Regions from separate parts of the Mus musculus genome. Here region 2 is linked to region 1. The links are chromatin contacts, called in public Hi-C maps. All regions are on one chromosome and are shown on one strand. Each heading gives the region's core, a stretch centred on a gene start, on an enhancer-like site or on the middle of the called end of the contact. The rest is flanking DNA. Distances are from core to core; before and after follow the strand shown.

Region 1 (7,648 bases), core at 4,227-6,726:
TGACCCAGGAAAGGCTTATTCCCCTAAATGGTGTCTTTCTAGAAACTTTAGGATACTGGGCCTAACTGAAGTTCAGAAATAATTCAAAGGAGCCTATATCTTGTTCCAAGATTCTCCCTCTCTCCCTCTCCCCCTCCCCCTCCCCTCCCCCTCCCTCTCCCTCTCCCCCTCTCCTCCTCCCCCCTCCCCCTCCCCCTCTCTCTCATGATGTGAGCTCCCTACCATGTTGACTGAAATGGCCAAAGCCATGAATGCCCAAAGTCTCCCCCACACCCTTTGGTTGTCTGTGGTTTTATCATGCAATGTAAGGCTAAGACAAGGATACCTCTTCTTGCCTCCCCCAGCCCATCACAGAGTCAGCTATGGAAGCTACATGGGGATCACAGACTTCTACCCACCCCCAATGAAGATGAGGTGTCCCTCCCCTCCCAAGGTAAGAGTAGTCATGTCCCTTCCCTGGAGTGTCTAAGTGGGGTGGGTGGGGAGCTGGACTCTCGCATACACCACCACCCCAAATGTGGTTGTCTCTCACCTTCTCCCATTGGCACAGTGTCAGAAAGCTGAAGCAAGATCCAAAACTGTATGATAGTCACTGTGTCCAGGATACAGATGAAAGTCACTGAGTTTCCCGCGAATCAGGGAGGCTCAGCATCCGTAAGAAGGGCACTCAGCCGAACCCAACAAAGCAGAGCCAACGGAGAAGCTGGAATCAGCTGAAAAATTCTAAAAGTAGCCATCGTAGAAATCCTTTCACAGACCATGTCACATGTCACACACCTGAGACAGACTGAGGGGGGGGGATTAGAGTCTCAGAAAAGATATAGGAAAATACTTAGAATATCTTTTATTCAGTCTTCGACACTGTCATAGATATACATGTTGTATCTTGATCATATGCATCCCAGATCCCTCCTCCACTCCCCTCACACACACACACACACACACACACACACACACACACACACACACACACACAGTGTTCCTCCCCCACACCCACAGCCTCTTCTTCTTTCTTTTTCTTTTTTTGTTTTTGTTTTTGTTTTTGCTTTTGTTGTTAACAGACTGAGTGCAGTCCATGCAGCCTGATGGAATGTTGGTTGTTCATGTTGGCTTGATTTTGTAAGGGTCTTGTGCAGGTCACCGTAGCTACCCAGTAAGCAAGGGTGTGTGGCCTGACCTAGCACGTGCTCGGTCTTGAGTTTAATCCTCAGTTCTGCAAAGCAAAACAAATCAATATGGTGATGAATGACAGAGGAGGCATAATGAGAGAAAACATCGAAGAAAATATATAACTATACTTATCAAAAGGAAGTGGGGGTGCCAATGTTAAAGGAGTATAGGAGGGTGGGGTAATCTAAACTGAAAATCATCCAAGTATTTTCTAATAGGCAGGTGGTTTAATAAATTGTGCATCTACCCTATGGAATACTACTCAACAATAAAGTAGAACCAAATATTTATCCAAGCAAAAGCTCCATACTGCCATACCATTAGGTCCATCCATCTGTTTTTAAATCTCCTTTTTCTGCTCTCAAGTCATCTTTGGACCTCCTTTGATGCTCTCTCTCCTCCCCGCTCCTCCCCTCCCCCCTTTTTTGGGAGTGCTGTGCTATGGGGAGGGGAGGAGAGATGGAGGGATGGAGGGATGGAGGGACAGAGAGATGGAGAGATGAGGAGATGGAGGGATGGAGGCATAGAGGAAGGGGTGCATCGGGGAAAGACCCTCGGGATAAGCTGTGAAGCTTGGACTTGGCCCAAAGGCAGTAGAGGCAGTGGAAGAATCTGAGTCGAGAACGAGAGTATTATGTCTCTGACGTTGAAGGCTAGGACAAGTGGAAATGAGGGGCCTGGAAGGTTCTGGAGCTCCCTCAGGCAAGTCCTGGGAGAGACCAGAGAAGGAGACTGACAGCCTCGCTGTGCACAGCTCCCACTTGCCTGTCTTCCTACTCAGTGTCCATCAAGCCCTTGTCACCGTGGGTGGAGCCGCCAGGAGCAGCCTAAGTGCTGAGCTCTGAAGGCACCCAGGTTCAACCACTTATCTGTATTACATTTAATCTCTCTGAGTCTCCACAGCCTCAACAGAAAAATGGGCCCTTGTGGGGCTGGAGAAATGGCTCAGTGGTCAGGTGAAGACTCTAAAAGAAGAGGAGCCGCATTGCCAGCCGCCAGATCAGGTTGCTCACGCCACCTGTAATTCTAGATCCGGGGCATCAGATGACCAGTACTGGAGTCCACAGGCATCTGCACTCACACAACATACCCATACACAGATACACGCATAGGCAAGGTTGTTAAAAATAATTCTAAATTAGATTTATATGATTAGAAATAAAAGAACTTCTTTAAAAACAAAAACAAAACAGGTCATTGTAAAGTTAGCAGAAAGGGTGTGCCGCTCCCTGCTCAAGGCTTAAAATGAGTACTAAGTGCTAATGATTTACACAGTGTGGTAAAGACAGTCATACCCCCTGACAGCATCCATCTTGGGGCGAAGGCCAGGGATCCCATGCACTGTACCCGACTTTCATTTCATGGTGTTTCTCCCGCAAACATTTCCCAACCCTTTAATTTTCAGCACCATCACAACTCTGGATTGAGAAGGAGAATTGGCAGATGTTCCTGGTTTAGAGGGGAGCACTCCCAGTCTAGAAGGGAGCACTCCCGGTTTAGAAGGGAGCAGTCCCGGTTTAGAAGGGAGCACTCCCGGTCTAGAAGGGAGCACTCCCAGTTTAGAAGAGAGCACTCCAAGTCTAGAAGGGAGCACTCCCAGTTTAGAAGGGAACACTCCCACTGTTACCCCAAGACTCCAGTTTCTCCTCCACCATTAGGTGGCCTTTGCAATGAAATCTGATCCAGTTCCTTCTTGAAAACTCCTGTGGTGGCAAAGGAGGACACAGGGCCCTACCTCCCCCTCCTCCACCTCCTGTGGTTTCCCTTACCTCTTCCACTCCCTCCTCCCTGCTCCTCCTCTACTGAATCCTCCTTCTTCCTCCCCCTCCTCTTCCTCATTCTCAACCTTCTAACAGTGCAGGCAAAGCCCCTACCCAAGAATAGAGCCCCCAAGAATAACACTGCCCTGGGGCCAGGATGGAAAAGAAGTTGGTCCACAATAGCTCTTGGGCGCCAGGAGCTCTGAGTTCGAGTCCTCATTCTGCTGCTAACTCACCTCCTCCCTCCCATCTAAGAATGGCTTTTATGCTCCCTCAGGGCCTCCCACCTCTCCCAGGACACCTCTGCCTCTGCCCAGCCCTCCTTCCCTCTCCTCTCCCACCCAATGCTAATCACATCCTGCTTTTCTCCGCCTGAGCTGTAGCCCGAGACCTGCCTGAGGCTTCTTCCATGAGTGGCTTGGACTGCTAGGGCCCCAGGTACCCCCAGACATCACTTCAGTCCAAGGCTGAGCACCACCCCCCAAAACCCCACATACAAATGCTGACATGATGGGAGACTCCAGCATAGGCAGCAGTGGCCCAGCCTCCTCCTCAGAGGCCCAAAGGAGAAGCCTCAGCCTGCCTGAGCCAACTGCAGGGGCTGGCCAGAGCTGGGGTTTAAAAATACAATACGAGTGCCTAAGGACCCTCTGTGCCAGCTGCCCACTCAACCCACAGGCTGTGCTGCCCACCCTGCAGATGCTTCCTTGGCCACTGTGGGTGGCACAAAGGGAACACAGTGGGGGGGGGGTGAGTCCAGAGGGGGCCCGGAGGCGGCTAGTGAGGGGGACGGACACTCCTCAGAGCTCAGACCACAACACATTGTTGAGACCATCTGGCTATCCCCATTTCTCCTGTCCCCAAAGCATGACAAGCCTGAAATCTAGTGCCCGGCTAGGAATTGGCTGTGTGAGTTTGGGTAGGCCGCTTGCCCTCTCTGAGCATTATTTATTAAATGGGGACAGGGACAGTACGGGTTTCATAGGGTTTTCTTGGGAGTTGGAACGGAGCCTGCAGCACCCGGCTGGAGGAAGTGCTCAGCCAGTGGCAGCCTCAGTGTCATGAATATTAAGATGATGAATGCCTGCTAAGCATATCCAGGTGCGACTGGAGTTGAGGAAATGAGAAGTCCCAATCCTCTTTCCTGCCAACCTCCAGAACCCCCTAACCTCCTCCTGTACCAGTGGGGTTGACACTGGATTCCATCCTGGGTAAGTGGACCCAGAGAGGACAATGTCCAGAGAGTGAGCCAGAACCTAGAGATGTGAGTCTCCTCTCCAAAACAAAAGCCCTATGTCCCTGGAGCTGGGAGGGGTGCTGGACAGCTCCAGACTAGCCTTTGATTTCTAGAAAGGGAAACAGGTCCAGAAATGAACGGGATTCATCAAGACATGAAGAGCAAGGACCACACTGGGGCTCTTGGCCCTGACCGGGCTATGCCACACCAGGCAAGCAACGTTTATGCTCTGTAATCATACCAGGCCCAGCCCCAGTTCTGGGCCCGGGTGGACAGCTGAGCACCGTGGGTGTGGGAGCCTGGCGCTCTGCTAGATGGTGAGGACCACTCTGTTCCCAGTCCCCACCAGGGCCTAGTTCACCCTTATGTAACCTGCTGCTCATTATGTAACCCACTGCTGCTGCTGGCTAAAGTGGCAGGCCGGGAACAGAGTGAGGCTGGAGAGAGGCCTCACAGAGGAAACACACTTCTCCTTCAGCGCTCAGAGTCTGGGACCAGTTAGGGCCTGCCACAGTCTGAGAACGAAAAGAACCCCAGATAGGACTGGAGCCTACAAGTAGGCACGGGGTCTACCTCTTCTGTATAGGGCAGGGACTCCAATGTCCCAGGCTAGTGGAGTCCCTGGAGTGTCACTCAAAGATGGGAGGGGAGGAGGTGGAAGTCATGGGTTGCAAGTGAAAGTCAGAGCTGAGTATGGACTGCACCATCCTGCCCGTTATAGCCAGGATGCTTTTGGTATGTCAATTCACTTCTCTGGTCTCAGTTTCTTCATCTGGAGAATGGGACTAAAACCCCCAAGCTCATTGGTTGCTATGGATAGTAAACCAAACTCTTAACCACTCCAAATACGTGCTCAGTCAACAACACCGATTTAGCGTATGGAACAACTGAGGCCCAGGTCGGGGTATACACTAATGGGCTGCATGACTCTCCCAAACATTACTTCAGAGTAGACGCAAGTATCGCCTCCCCCATTTGACCAACGGAGAACCCAGGCACGTTAAGCTCACAGACTTGGGAAGGATTTGAACCTAGACATCTGGCTCAGAGTCAGAGCTCTTCAGGACCAAGAGACTGAGACTGCAGCAGGCAGAAGTTAAGGTAGACAAAGGTGGGCAGATTCTGGGAAGGCTTGTCACCATCTGTTAGAGACACAGACACTTGGCCTGGTGTCTGGCTAGGCCTCCCTGTCAAAGCTGCTATGCTGAGTGACCTTGAGCAGTTAACTCAGTCTCGGGGCTCCCATCTATCTGAACAGCGAGCTGACAATTACCAGAGCTGTTGTAAGGAGCCATTAAGATAACAAGATGGAAACTGGCTTTCAGCAAAGAATGTGTCCCACACGGCCCCTGGCTGCCGCAGACTGTCACTTCCCAGCTCCCAGCTCCTTCCGACTCAGCAGAAACCAGGCAACCAAACACCAGAGGCCTCTCAGCTCCTCCTGCAGTGTGAGGCTGCTTCAGGATATGAAGGCAGAACTGTCATCCTCTCCACAGTGCTGAGGCTCGGGATGCCCGCCTCTCAGGCCCCCTGCCTGCCTTCAGCACAGCACAGAGCCCACTCTGTGGTTTGTGACTGTCCTCATACTCTTCATGGCTACCCCAGGCCACTAAGATCCATCTCCCTGGTATTGCATATGAGGAAGCCAAAGTTCAGAGAGGTTATGTCACGAGCCTAGGGCTACACAGCTCTACCAAGGAGAGCTGGAATTCAAATTGGCTCTACTGCTCTATGGTCTTACAAACCCATGCCTCCATGAAATGGGGCCTTGGGACCTTTCTATGGAGACAGTTGGTGCTCAGAAAGATGGCTCGGCAGGTGAAGGCTTCTGCCACGAAGCCTGAGGACATGAGTTTAATCCTGAGATGCCCCACACACTTGGTGAAAGGAGAAAAGCAGCTCCCACAGCTGCCTTCTGATCTCCTCGTGAATGTCATGGCACATGTACACACACTAAGAAAGAAAAGTGGGGAGGGAGGGATGGGGGAGAGGGAGGGAAGAAAAGGGGGGAGGGAGAAAGGAAGAGAGAGAGGGGGGAAGAAGGGAGGGAGGGAAAGAGAGAGTAGGGAGGAAAATGAACTAGAGAACCCTCTGTAGACCAGGCTGGCCTGGAACTCACTCTGTAGACCAGGCTGGCCTGGAACTCAGAGATCTGCCTACCTCTGCCTCCTGAGTGCTGGGATTAAAGGTCCCCACACCCAGCTGACTGTTTTTGAAGTGAAGATACTTCTCTGAGAGGTACTAAGACCTGGGCCAAGCTGCAAAGCCAGGGTAGCCCTTGCTCATCACCGGCTACCCAGATCTCGACTAGGACCCAGAAGTGAGGGCTGAGACCTTCAGCCCCCAGGAGAAGCCAGCCAGTGACACCATGAGCTAACATGGAGAAGCTGATGACAAAGAAGTGGCTCAAGAAATCAGAGTGCATCCTTCTCCAGACTCAACTCTCAGGGGGCTTTTGTGACAGGCCCCAGGGGTTACACTAAGTGATGGACCCATAAGTCCCCAAGCTTGGCCAATCACCAGAACGCTGACGTTCTTCCTAAAACCTAAGACGCCTGGCCACACCCCTGGGAGGGGTTGATATGGTAGATAGAGCCGGGAGAGGCTTAGAAACCTGTGTACATTTTACCCCCTACAGCCCTTGTCCTATGTCACCGCAATGTTTGTGGGAAGATAGCCACAATACAGCCTCATCACATGACCCCTCTGCAGCTGCAAGCAGCTGTCCCACCCATAAGCCCTTTTACTTAGGACAGGGAACTGAAAGCCCAGCCCCGGCTTTACAGAGAGATCACTGAGGTCCCCAACGCCTTAGACACACCAGGCTGTGTCCCCCACCGAAGCAAGCATCCAGCCAACCCTGGGAGTCTCCACTGATTAGAACTTCCTTGTTGCCACGGCAACCCCCCTGGGGACGCCTGCCCTACTTTGCATCCCTGGCTTAGGCCAGTCAGCCTGAGCCCACCCCTGAGACCAAGGACCTAGAGTCCACTCCCTGGAAGCACAGCTCTCTCTGACCCGGAGAAAATTAAAACTCCCTCATTCGGATGCTGGTCAGCCTTGACCAACCTTAGCAACACTCCCGGGCCGAGTCAGGCCCTAGCAAAGGAGTACCAGCTGGTCCACGCCCTTGTAAGGGGAACAGACAAATAACTAAACTTGCCTGCCAGGACTCTCTGTGCATGAACAGTAAGGAGGGGGACCAAGTAGCAGGTGCCTCTCTCAGTCCTTTCCATGTACAGAGTCCTAGAAGCCTTCCATTCGTCTTATGGAGGTCCCTGGATCATCCCCATTTTAGAGATGAGGACACAGAGGCTCAGAGACATTAAGAAATTTGCTCATGGGCTGGGGAAGTGGTCAGTAAAGAGTTACCCTGCAAGTGTGAGGACATGAGTTCAAGCCCCTGAACTCCCAAGAAAACGAGGGGTGTGGTTGGTTGCATACTCTCAGAATTCCAGCAGTGAGCAGAGGGGGGAAAGGC
Region 2 (7,143 bases), core at 3,306-5,805, 320 kb before region 1:
GGACATCCAACCTGTGGGCTGTGGGCTACGTGTGTCTCAGGACAGCTACGAACACAGTCCAGGTCATTTGTATATCACCACGTCACGTCTCAGTGCCAGTCAGTGGGGTACCCGGTGTAGTGTATGTCATGGATGCTGTGTGGAATGGGGGATGGGGGTGGGCCTGAGTAGCACAGGGTTGGTCTCTGTTGTGTACAACGTCCAGGTCTGTCACATGGGTTTCTCCAGCCTCTCATGTGTCATTAGCAGTTAGAGAGAAAGTTGTAGGTGGGAAAGCCATCTGCGTGTCATCGTGGGTGAACCTGGCTTGGTTCTACCTGTGGCTAGGTTGCCTTTGTCCTAAAACTAGGCACAGGAGTGAAGTTAAATGGACATGGTGTTACCAGTGAGCTCAAAGCTGCGAAGGCAGCGAGACATCAGAGTCTCCCTCTGGCTAGATGGTATGATCTCCTCAGCCACCCAGCCTGTTGCTTTGGGAGGAGACACTCAGAGACTAGCCATCGCTCCATAGGGTTCTGGGTTTGACTGTAACTCTTTTCGACACTCTCCAGGTGTCATTGTGTCTTTCTCTGCCTATGTGTGACTGCAAGCCTAGAGCCATTTTCTACAAAGATGGTTGCTGAGTCTAGGGATAAATGAAATTTTCTTAAAAAAAAAAAGTCTTACTAAATGTATTTATTTGTGTGAGTGTGCATGTCCCCGAGCTCTGTCATGGACGTGGAAGCCAGAGGCCAGTTTTCAGAAGTTGTTTCTCCCCTTCTATTATGTGAGTCCCCGGGATTGAACTCAGGTCCAGGCTGGGTGGTAGGCACCTTGTCTCAGTTTAGGTTTTACCCTTGTGAATAGATACCATGACCAAGGCAAGTCTTATATGGACTTAGGGTTGGCTTACAAGTTCAAATATTAAGTCCATTATCATCAAGGCAGAAGCATGGCAGCATCCAGGCAGGTGTGGCACAGGAGGAACTGAGAGTTCTACATCTTCATCTGAAGGCAGCTAGGAGAAGACTGCCTTCTAGGCAGCTAGGACGAGGGTATTAAAGCGCATGCCTACAGTGGCACATGTCCTCCAAGAAAGCTATACCTCCTAATGGTGCCACTCCCTGGACCAAGCATATACAAACCATCACATTCCACTCCCTGGACCCCACAGGCTTGTTCAAACACATGAGTCTATGGAGGCCATACCTAGCCATAGCAAAATAAAAAAAAGTACATTGAGTTCAACTTCCAAAGTCCCCATAGTCTATAGCAGTCTCAACAATGTTAAAAGTCCAAAGTTCAAAGTCTCTTCTGAGATTCAACCAATCACTTAACTGTAATCCCCAAAACAAGTCAGGAAGCCAGCTGGGAAGACTCCAAACTCTGCATCTCTATGTCTAATGTCAAAACAGTCTTCAGAAATCTACTCCTTTTTCATCTTTGTTGAGTGAAACAAAGTTCTTTCTCCTGGGATGCTTCCAACCCCTGTCAGCAAAGCTTTCCTCGGCAGGTATCATATGGATCTGGCACTTTTAACATGTTGAAGTCTCCAAGTCAGCTTCACAGATTCTTGTTCCATTGTCTGGGGTCCACACATGATCTTCTGGGCTCCTCCAAAGAGCTTATGCCACTTCTCCAGCTCTATAGCACTCAAGGCTCTGGTTGACTCCATTCCACTGCTGCTGCTGCTCTTGGTGATCATCCCATGGTACTGGCATCTCCAATACACTGGGGCCTTCCACTGCAACTACACTTCACCTATAGCCTCTCTTAGGCTCTCTTCATGATGCCAAGCCTCAACTTCTTTTCATGACCCCTTCAGGACTCAACCATCAACTGCAACTAACTGCACCTTCAGTAATAGCTTTCCCTGGCTTCTCACAATGCCAAGCCTCAACTGCTCTCCATGACCCCTTCATACCTTCAAAACCAGTATCACCTGGGTGACTCTTACATATTACCAAGTCCAGCTGCAGTATGAGGTACAACCTTGGCTACTTTTGAACCATAGCTTCTTTATGCTCTCAGAAAACACTTCCCAGAAGATTTCATATCTATGTTGCTGGTCTCTTCTTCATCACCATTAATTTCTTAGCTCCAGCTAACCAGCATCAATCGTCCCAGTAGTCCCTTCTATTCTTGACTCTAAAGCCAGAGGCATGTGGGTGAAGCTGCTGAGTTCTGCTGCTTGCTAGGGCTGGAACACCCTCCACCCCCATTCTATTACCAGCTTTCTATTTTCTAACTCCTTCACTGCCTAAGCTTGACTGTTCCAGAACTTGCTCTGTAGATTGACTTTGTACTCAGAGATCTGCATGGCTCTGTCTCCTGAATTGGCATGTACCAATGGAAGACCTCTGGACTTAAGCTTTTCTTCTCCTAGAATTTGCTCTGTCCCAGGCTGGCCTTGATCTCAGAGATCTGCTTGCCTCACTCTTCTGGGATTAATGGTGCATTGAAGCTGTTCATGGTCACAGTTCCTTGGCTGCATCTAAGCTGTTCATGGTCACAGTTCCTCAGGATCCAGATCAAAAAGCCTGTGTCTTCCAGCTTCAAGATCTGGATCACAAGTGTGCCCTCCATTTTGGGATTGTAATTTATTCCATATTAAAATTCCAAACTATTCCTTGTTCAACTACAAACACAAACAATAAGCTTACTTGGGTGGGATCTTGCCCTGAGATCACCACTCTCTTAATCTCTTTTTTTTTTTTAAAGATTTATTTATTATTTTATGTAAATACACTGAAGCTGTCTTCACACACTCCAGAAGAGGGAGTCAGATCTCGTTACGGATGGTTGTGAGCCACCATGTGGTTGCTGGGATTTGAACTCTGGACCTTCGGAAGAACAGTCGGGTGCTCTTACCCACTGAGCCATCTCACCAGCCCCTCTCTTAATCTCTTTATCTCCTTAAATACGGGATTCAGCTCCATTTCACTTCCTGGTGTCCTTTTATTACTTGAACCATATATATATATATATTTTTATTTTTTTTCCTTTCCATTTTTTATTAGGTATTTAGCTCATTTACATTTCCAATGCTATACCAAAAGTCCCCCATACCCACCCACCCCCACTCCCCTACCTGCCCACTCCCCCTTTTTGGCCCTGGCGTTTCCCTGTTCTGGGGCATATAAAGTTTGCGTGTCCAATGGGCCTCTCTTTCCAGTGATGGCCGACTAGGCCATCTTTTGATATATATGCAGCTAGAGTCAAGAGCTCCGGGGTACTGGTTAGTTCATAATGTTGATCCACCTATAGGGTTGCAGATCCCTTTAGCTCCTTGGGTACTTTCTCTAGCTCCTCCATTGGGAGCCCTGTGATCCATCCATTAGCTAATGGATTGAACCATATATTTTATATTTTTCCTTTCTCAGCTTTCTCCTTTTCATTAAAACGTTCTTTATAAGACTAAATCAGAGAAAAAAGTCTCTGCTGGGCTTTTTTGAGACTTCCTTTGCCCATGCAATTAATATACATTTCTTTATCTTGGCCTCAGGTAGACTCTTCAGACAAGGGCAAAAAGCAGCCACATTCTTCACCAATATACCACAAAAACAGCCTCTAGGCCACATACTGAAGTTTTTCTCCAGTGAAATCTCTTGGGCCAGGTCCTCACAGTTCAAATCATTCACAGCAACAAAGTCTTCCATATTCCTATTTAGAATAGCCCATTAAGCCCCACTTAAAGCATTCTACTGCTTTCCAAATCCAGAGTCCCCAAATCCACATTCTTCCAAACAAAACCAGTCAGGCCTATCACAGCAATACCCTACTCCTGGTACCAACTTCTGTCTTAGGGTTTTACTCCTGTGAACAGACACCATGACCAAGGCAACTCTTCTAAGAACAATATTTAACTGGAGCTGGCTTACAGGTTCAGAGATTCAGTCCATTATCATCAAGGCAGAAGCGTGGCAGCATCCAGGCAGGCATGGTGTAGAAGGATTTGAAAGTTCTACGTTTTCATCTGAAGGCCGATAAGAGAAGACTGGCTTCCGGGCAGCTAGGTCAAGGGTATTAAAGCTCATGCCCACATTGACATGTGTCCTCTAAGAAGGCCACACTCACTCCAAGGCCACACCCACTCCAACAAGGCCACACCCACTCCAACAAGGCCACACTTCCTAGTAGTGCCACTCCCTGGGCCAAGCATATACAAGCCATCATACACCTTTACTTATTGAGTCATCTACCTGGCCTTTAAACACCTAGCTGGCCGATCGATCTTTAGCCCTCCCTGCCAGTGGTCTCCCCTCACAGCATGCCGCAACCTATCACTGGCCGGGGGAAGACACTGCCTCGGTTTGTTGCATTAAATTTTCCCTCCCATCCTGCATCCACCACTGAAGCCGCTCTCTATGTTTATTTAGATGCATGGTGCCTTGAAAAGGACTCAGTGTTTATGCAACTCTGTGTGTGCTTCTAAATTATACACAGGATCCTGCACCGTACGTCCCCTCCCACTTTTGTGCCGAGACTGAAAATTAGCAGAGACTCACAGCTCCTTTGCCAAAACCAGTCTGGCAGAGTGACAGCTGAGAGAGGAGCCTGGATCTGAGGGAGTGAGAAAAGAGCCTTTGCCAAGCCTTGTGGGAAGCTGGGGCAACCTGGACAGCAGGGTATAGCTGTGAGGAGCCGAGCTCGTGGGTGCTGGAGCAGGCAGAGAGCAGGGTCAGACAGTGGGCAGGGCGGAGGACACTGTTCTTTTTCCTTTCTTCTCTCTCATTATGTGGCCCAGGCTAGTCTCAAATTCAGGCTCCTCCTCAGCCTCTGGAGTGTAGGAATTACAGGTTCAAGCTGCTACGCCTAGCTAGGAGACTTTCTACACTGTATTTTCCTTCTGTTTGCTCCTTGATTCCGAGATAATTGGGCCCTGGAAGTGTGATGATGTCACCAGAGCCCTTTGGGTCAGAGGCTATGCTTTGGAAGCTCGGACAAGCCAGGCTCAGCCACCTGACCTCAACAGGCCAATTAAACAGAAGCAACAGAAACACAAAGAAAGACGTATTCAACATAGCTATGGTGGAAAGAGTAACACAGAGGTCTCATGAACCCCAAATTCATCTCCTTGACACGGCATACATAGGTCTTGACCTGAAGAGAGGCAAGAGGTAACTAATCGGCCTTGGCCAATGCGTGGTCCTACGTCACTCACCCATCTCCTCTGCTCTAACACCCCACAGTGTGGGCTGGCGAGCTGTCAAGCTGTCAGAGGTTGGAGTCTTCCTCTGGCTGGCACCAGGCTTTCGAATTTTTCTTCTCTCAGTGTGACACTCCTGTGGAGATTTCAAGTTCTTGGGACTGTTGTTGAAGGGCAGGGTTCAATGTCTTTCTAGGAAATAGATCTCCATTTCTGTCAGAGTCACAGCTATCCCGAATCACTATCTGGTGAGAAAGGGTGAAAACCAATGCAGGCAGTCTCCTGCCCTCAGAGTCCTTTCCTTCCTCTTCTCCAGTCCTTCTACCTACCGGGGGACACCCAGAATGGCAGGCCACACCTCAGGGTGAGGGTCGTAGCCAGTGCTGCCTCTTCAGGTGCTTGGTGACAAGGTGCTGAACAGAGTAGCTCCTTATGGTGGCAGCAAAGGGGATGGTGGAATGGGAGGTTTATCACTTTTCTGTCCCCTACCCAGAGTGACAGTCACCAGACGATAGGACATTTACCAGACAGCACAGAATGTCCAATTCAGTCCCGCCACATAAAAGAAAGTGTCAGCTGTACAAGGAAAGGGCAAGGATCCGCCAGAAAACCCATGAGTATAAACACTAATTATAAAGAACGTAGTTATTGACAGAGGCCAGCCTGCCGGGCATGAGAGAGCACGCCTGTAATTCCAGTGTAACGGAACTCAGCAGGTTCGCATCTCGGGGGCTGGCTTAGTTTCTTCTCAGTTTGCCATGACAAAACACCCGGACAGAAGCAACTGAGGAGAGATAGCATTTGTCCTGGCTCACAGTTCAAGGTAAGCCCGTGGTGGTGGGAAGTTGAGGTAGCAGGAAGGTGAGGTACCTGGTTGTTTGCAACCACAGAAGAGAGTAAAGACTGCTCCCCAGGCCTCCGTTCCTTTTCTCTTTTAACGACTTTAGGGCCCCTAGTCCAGGGCGTAGTGCCAACCACAACAGCGTGAATGGGACTCATGGCATCAATTCGTTGAGTCAAGATAATCTTCACAGACATGCCCAGAGGCCCTTCTGCCAGGCTGAGTCTAGACTCTATCTGGCTGATAGAGTGGGAATGACTCCCTACCCTGACCCCTGAGACAGGATATCTCTGTATAATCCTGGCTGTCCTGGAACTCACTCTGTAGACCAGGCTGGCCTCCAATTCAGAGATGCACCTGCCTCTGCCTCTTGAGTGCTGGGATTAAAAGTGTGGGCCACCGTGTCAGACTAACATTTTATTTATTTTTAACAGTTATACCTAGGCTTCTTCTGAAACCAGAGACAGTAGGCAAGCTACACCATTCACAGTTATCCTAGGGTCAAGGACAGACATAAAAAGTTAAACTGCTGGGCTTGTCACACGGGAAGCAACAGATGTTGTTTCTAGGTCCAACTTACATGCTTATGATCTTAAATATCTAGTAGAGAAATATGAATATTCCTGATGGCAAACCCAGGCAAAAATACATGCTTACAATTACCAGGCTGCCAATGCTTTCCATTTTACCAAAATATTTAAAGCTATCGTATTTATCAATAACTTGCTAAAGTCATGTGAGTTCAAAAGCTTGTATTAATTATTTTGATCCACATAGTCTCAATCTGAGTGAATGATTACATATCTATAAGCCAGTTAGAAGTGTATATCGGTATATAGGCCCATCATGTAACATGCATGTATGTAGACACACTTAAAAACATATGCAAAGATCTTATATCTGTGGTGAGGAAATGACTCTCTGTATAAGCCTGGAGATCTGAGTTTAGACCCTCAGCACCCAGCACCTCACTCAGCACCCAGCACCTCAGCACCCAGGAGGTAGTGGGTGTGTCTTAGTCAGGGCTTCTATTCCTGCACAAACATCACCACCAAGAAGCAGTTGGGGAGGAAAGGGTTTATTCCGCTTACACTTCCACACTGCTGTTCATCACCAAGGAAGTCAGGACTGGAACTCAAGCAGGTCAGAAGCAGGAACTGATGCATGTCTCTTA

What was found. A called contact is a pair of places that touch in the nucleus more often than the background predicts.
Region 2: a contact with region 1 is called in a Hi-C map of cerebral cortex, with 4 times the contacts expected there. The contact joins two enhancer-like sites. A contact is called at or near these places in 4 of 484 Hi-C or Micro-C datasets (cerebral cortex, embryonic stem cells, nephron progenitors and 1 more) and 2 of 115 datasets of contacts at active chromatin or transcription factors (embryonic basal ganglia and forebrain).

The regions. Positions count from the first base shown.
Region 1 is chr4:138,521,854-138,529,501 of GRCm38.p6, reverse strand. Gm32549 (a long non-coding RNA gene) reads right to left here. Exons shown (of 4, transcript XR_390857.3): 4 at 989-1,213. Among named protein-coding and RNA genes, the nearest start is that of Gm32549, 29 kb to the right of the region's middle. Within about 2 kb of position 5,476, at least 28 of the 459 cell types and tissues checked have an H3K27ac peak or open chromatin away from gene starts, as enhancers often do. A contact at or near this core is called in cerebral cortex, where this site is marked.
Region 2 is chr4:138,838,968-138,846,110 of GRCm38.p6, reverse strand. It overlaps a transcript of Pla2g5 not described here. Among named protein-coding and RNA genes, the nearest start is that of Gm32930, 21 kb to the left of the region's middle. Within about 2 kb of position 4,555, at least 18 of the 459 cell types and tissues checked have an H3K27ac peak or open chromatin away from gene starts, as enhancers often do. A contact at or near this core is called in cerebral cortex, where this site is marked.